Regions from separate parts of the Oryctolagus cuniculus genome. Here region 1 is linked to region 2. Evidence: chromatin contacts called from public Micro-C data. All regions are on one chromosome and are shown on one strand. Each heading gives the region's core, a stretch centred on a gene start, on an enhancer-like site or on the middle of the called end of the contact. The rest is flanking DNA. Distances are from core to core; before and after follow the strand shown.

Region 1 (2,700 bases), core at 66-2,565, 210 kb before region 2:
ATGGGGTGCAGGGCCCAAGCACCTGGGCCATCCTCCACTGCACTCCCGGGCCACAGCAGAGGGCTGGCCTGGAAGAGGGGCAACCGGGACAGAATCCGGCGCCCCGACCGGGACTAGAACCCGGTGTGCCGGCGCCGCTAGGCGGAGGATTAGCCTAGTGAGCCGCGGCGCCGGCCTCTCCTGTGTCTTAATAATCACCCAACTTGGCATAGGCCAGGGACTTAATGCATGCTTGTTGAAAACGAGGGCAAAGGAATGACCTGCTGCCCCTCGCCCAGGAAGAGGGAATGTGTGCTTCACAGCTTCTTATTTCCTGGAAGACGTGGCCTGAAGCAGAAAGGGTACTGCCCAGAGAACCTTGCAGTTCCAGTCAGTTCCTCAGTAACCCTCATGGAGGAGGAATGGCAGTATCCATCAATTAAAAAAAAAAAAAAAAAAAGCTGGACACTTGTGTCCGCAGGTGGAATAAATCCGGATCCCCTTTCCTGGCTGTAGGTACTCAGCAAGCACTAGTTACCCTCCAAGTGTGTGATCAGCGAAGGAACGCCCTGCTCGTGGGATTCGGGCTCCCGGGGAAGCCGGAGCTCTGCCGTGGCCCCGGCAGGGCAAGGACGACCAGACCCGGCTCCCTTCACAGCCGGGGGGCGCCCCAGACCCGCGCGTGGGCCGGAGGGTGGGCGGGGCCGCGCCGTTTACCTGCGGCCGGATTCCCCGCAAGAGCCGGGCGCAGTGTGCGAGGCGGCACTCAGGAGCTCCTACGTGCAACAGACCTGGAGGGAGTGCCTGAGAGGCTACCTCGGGGATGCCGCGGAACGACTCCGAGAGAGCGGTTAGTCGCCCAACGCCGCGCTGGGCCGACTGACCAAGACGACGGGAGCGAGCGCGCGTGCGCGCCCGGCGCGAGACCCCGCCAAGCGCGCGCGAGCGTTCGAAAGAAAGGAAAAAAAAAAAAGCCTTTCCCGTGGGGGCCCGCGGAAATTTAGGCCGGAGTCGGCTGGCGAGCGCGCGTGCATGAACGCGCATCGACGCCCTCTGCCGCTCTTCTCCGCGGGGAATCGACCGCACTGCTCTGCTACCCCCGTCTCTCCCGAGGCTCTTGCTCTCGGGGTAACTAACTCACAGAGAGGAAGGGAGAAGGCCTACCTAAAGAAGGAAAGAGACGGAGAGGAAAAAGGAGAAACCACCCCGGTGGCGTGAGGAGCCAGGTTCCTGGACTGGAGCCTGCACAAGACACGCCCCCATTCCTCACGCCCCTCGGGGCTGCGGAAGTGCTCTGGAGCGGCAAGGAAGGCGACAGACTACCGTTCCCAGAAGGCGGTGCGGTGGTACGCCTACAACTCCCGGCAGCACTTGCGCACCAGGCGCTGTTCAATTCGCGGCCTCTGAGGGCGAAACTACAGTTCCCAGGAGGCTTCGCGCGAAGCGGCTTGGAAGTGGGCAGCCTGGAAGTCACTCGGGCCACCGGAGCTGGCGGCGTCTCCAGCGAGCAGCGCGGGGCCGGACGCCGCGGTTGTGAGGCCCGCAGGGCACGCAGCGGGGACGCCCAGGTATGTGGCTCCAGGTGCTGGAGCGGCCTCGCGAAAGGGTGGCGAGGAATAGGTGGCTGCTTGGACCCTGAGGGTCAGCGCGGGCGGGCGACCAGGCGGACGGCCGGGTGTGGGTACCGGGTGTTGGGGGGCGGCGGCGCCGGGATTCACGCCCTCCGGACCCGGCCGGACTAGTGCCCCTATGGCTCAACTTTCCAGACGTGCAACCTGGCGCCGCAGGGAAGAGCCTGGAGTCAGGGGGCGGTGGGTTCGCATCCCGGCTCTGCTGCTCGGGAGCTGCGACCGCGCTGAACCTCAGTTTTCCCTTTGCTAAAACGGGGAAGGAGAGTGATGGTCTTCTGCCTGGGATTCTGTTGAAATGTGGAGATCCGACAGAGCATATGGCACATACAAGGCACTTATTATGGGTTGGCTTTATTGTCAGCTCCCGGAGAAAGGGGGTGACGATACCGATTGCATAGGGTGGACGGTTAGGTGAGCCGTGTGTATTGTAAAGAGCCAAGTTCGTAGTTAGCACTCACTGCAGGGTAGCTGCCTGAGTCGACAGAGCTTTGGTTTGGGAGGCAGAGACCCAGTTCAAATTTAGGCTCTGGCATTTAGCAGCTGTGTGACCCTGCGCAGCTGACTGCACTTCTCTGTGCCTCGCTTTCTCTGCCTCTGTAACATAGGGGCTTTAAAATAGCAGCCACCGCAGCGTGCTCGGAGGATGTAGTGAGGAGACTACGTGTAAAGTGCTGAGCACAGCAGCGGGCATAATAGCGCTCAGCAAATGGTACAATTTATTCCGCGTTTTCCCGGCGCCCCGCAGACCCTCCGCGGGTGGAACGCTGGTTGGAGTCTTGGTGTCCCCAAAGGACCGGACTCAACTGGTCCCTTTGGCTTCCCCTCCTGCAGCCTGAAGTTCCTCATTTATAAAATGAGATAACGCATCACCCTCGGAAGGTTGTGGGATTTGCCGGGATTGTGTTCCTACTCCAGAGGCAGCTCTTCTGTAGGGGCATTGCGATCGTTCTGTGGTATTCTCCATCTGGCCCAGGCTCTGCCTGACCGTGGGCTGGGACGTGACAGCCCTGAGCTCCCCCACACGTTTGCTCCCAACCTCAGTGTCCCCATCTGTGAAATGGTAGTCGGAGGACTTGCATGCCAGCGTTGT
Region 2 (2,700 bases), core at 2-2,501:
AAAGAACATTGGGGAGGGTCAGAGTGGGCTCCGTTATGGAGTTTGGATTTGATCCGAAGTGCAGTGGAGGACAGCAGAAGGACAGTTTCAGAGGCTGGGTAAGGTGGGCGGACAGATGATGCTGGGGGCGCGGCAGGGCCAAGTCTCGGGGAAGGGGCTGCAGCCGAGATCTGAGTGAGGAGGATACGGACCTGGACCCCGGAAGTCAGCAGCTGTGGATGTTTGAGCAGGCGGCATGGCCAGGGTGTCAGAGGTGGGGACACACCCTGGTTCTCAGACCGAGTCCATGAGCCGTGTGAGAGCCCAGGCAGCTGCTGCAGAAGGGAGCACTTAAGATTCAGTGAGAGGAGGAAGGCTGGGCGCACGGGCCAGAGAAAGGCACTGTTCTCACGTTCACTGTCAACATCATCCACTGTGTGCCAGGCTGGTCTAGACTCTGCCCTACAGCCGAGAGAAAGCTGAGGGCCCCCTTGTGGAAGTGACATTCTCCTGGGAAGTAAAGGCCAGCAGACAACCACGTCACATGCCAGGTGGCAGTGAGAGCTGGGGGTGGTGGGGGAGAACCAGTCCTGGTGCGGGCTCCCAGAAGGCCTCTGGGAGGAGGTGACAGATTGTAGGAAGGAAGGCGTGACCCAGCAGTGGAAGCCGCAGACGCCAGGACTGGGGGGATGAGCCCATGTGCAGTGCCCGGGGAGAGGTCAGGGGCCCAAGTGGGTGGACCTGGAGGCTGAAGGGGAGAGTGACAGGAGGTCAGCTGGGCCCGGAGGGCAGGGGCCTGGCTCTGGTGGGCCTGTTGACTGTGATTAGGTGCTGGAATTTGATTCTGAGAGATGTGGGAGCCGTGGGAGACTCTGGAGCATATATTGTGACTTAAGCTTTCAATAGAGCACTCTGGAGAAGTGGAGGAAAGAGGGAGGGTGGAGGGCAGAATTCACAGGCTGCCAGAAAAGGGACGGGCCCTGCCATGCCCATGCCGAGCCCCCCCCGCCCCGGGCTCCAGCCCATGCCGTGGAAGCGCTGTAGCCTGTAGTAGCTTGTGCCCACCGATGACTTCAGTGACTTCACAGACACTCCCCCCAGACATTCGTCATGGGAGCCCAGCTGCCAGGCGCACTTCCAGGCGCCAGTGCCTGCTGCGGGCACCGCAGTGGGCTGAGTGATCCCAGGCGGGCAGCCACCTGGCCCCCTGCCCTCTCCTGAGGCAGTGCGCGCTCCAGAGCTCTCCGGGTTTCCAGAGCAATTTGTCAGGGCCATTTAGGGGCAGTCAGAGGCGCCCCGCCCCGTGCAGAGCTGACGCAGCTGAGCGTTCCCAAGCAGGCAAGAAGCACATGACCTTGCTTTCCTGGGCTGTGCCAGGAGTCTCCGGCTTACAGTCCGGGGGCACAGCCCTGAAAAGTAATCTGGGGGGCCTTGGTATCCACTGGGGCCCGCCTGCCCGTGTCACACATGACAAAAACCTACTCAGAGAGATAGTCAGCCATGGGAGAGGGACGTAGGCCGTCTCCTAGTACTCACGGCATTGAGGGAGCCATGCAAAGGCCCTGAGGTAGAAACGGAGGTAGAAATTTCTGGTGTGTTTGAGTAACAGTTTCCACATGGCTGGAACAGTGAGGGAGAGGACACGTGGAGAAGCTGAGGGCAGAGAGGAGATGGGGCAGGTGGTATGGGACCTTGTGGGAGGGCTCTGGCTCTTACCGTGAGTGGACTGGACCACGGGGTCCTGATCTGGCTCATGTGTTCATACTGTTGACGAGGCTGAGAGGACAGAGGAGGAGGTGAGGAGCCCAGGGCAGCAGCCGGTGGAGGTGACAGTGGTTGGCCAAGTGTTTACCCCATATCCATCCTCTGCTTCCACTCCCTGAAGACCTGTGGCTCCTGCTCCTTAGCACAAGGGACAGTGTAACCACTCTGTGGCTCCCATGCCAGAGAGCGATAATTCCAGCCATGTGCAGGGACCAGCCCTCAGGCCCAGAGTCAGACATCAGAGGGGCAGCACGGTCGGTCTATCCCTTAGGGCCAAGTGGCCAGGGCCCTGTAGAGTCCCAGCCCAGGCGTATGGGTCAGCGGCGTTCTCCCGGGCTCTGCCTCTGTCCAGATGCACCTCTGCCACTCACCAGCATTGTGCTCTCAGACTCCGCATTTCTCTGAGCCTCAGTTTCCGTTTCTGTAAAATCGGGAGAGAATGGGATCTGTGGTTTAAGGTTGTAAGAATGAACAGCTGAGACCATGAATTTAAAGAACTTAGCACAGGACCTGAGATACAGCTGGAGTTCAAAAATACCAACTGCTGTTACATGTTCTTTTCATTTGTTGCGTGTTTACTGTTACGGTTGTCCCCAGTGAGAGCACAGGGTGGTAATCAAAAGCATCCTGTCTTGAGCCAGGCTGCCTAGGTTTGCACCCAGCTCTGTCCCCTGCTAGCGATGATCTCTGGGGCAAGTTGGGTTCTCGCTGGCTCTGTTACCCCACCTGAAACATGGGAGAGGTTCCTGCCTTGGGGGTGGCTAGGACCACTAAATGAACTGATACCCATAAAATGCTGAGGACAAGGCCTGCCCACGCCCATGGGGCCATCAACAAAGCCACTGCCCTTGCTCCTGAAGGCAGGGACTACAGCTCACTCCCCTGTAGTCACGCTGTTACCCACTTGGGACCACCCATCCAGCCCCCATCTGAGGCTCCAGGGCTGGATGCACTGAA

What was found. Hi-C and Micro-C count contacts between places; a contact is called where the count stands out from the background.
Region 1: a Micro-C map of ear pinna shows a contact between it and region 2, with 4 times the contacts expected there. The contact joins the promoter of SIPA1L3 here to the enhancer-like site in region 2. A contact is called at or near these places in 2 of 6 Hi-C or Micro-C datasets (ear pinna and an unstated tissue).

What each region holds. Positions count from the first base shown.
Region 1 is chr18:16,612,204-16,614,903 of mOryCun1.1, reverse strand. It overlaps SIPA1L3 (signal induced proliferation associated 1 like 3), which reads left to right and starts at 1,315. Exons shown (of 22, transcript XM_008257242.4): 1 at 1,315-1,547. WDR87 (WD repeat domain 87) reads right to left here and starts at 1,295. Exons shown (of 5, transcript XM_070062252.1): 1 at 697-1,295. The coding sequence starts at 1,023.
Region 2 is chr18:16,401,097-16,403,796 of mOryCun1.1, reverse strand. The region is part of intron 15 of SIPA1L3 (signal induced proliferation associated 1 like 3); the gene reads left to right. Among named protein-coding and RNA genes, the nearest start is that of DPF1, 62 kb to the right of the region's middle. Within about 2 kb of position 1,251, at least 3 of the 8 cell types and tissues checked have an H3K27ac peak or open chromatin away from gene starts, as enhancers often do. A contact at or near this core is called in ear pinna, where this site is marked.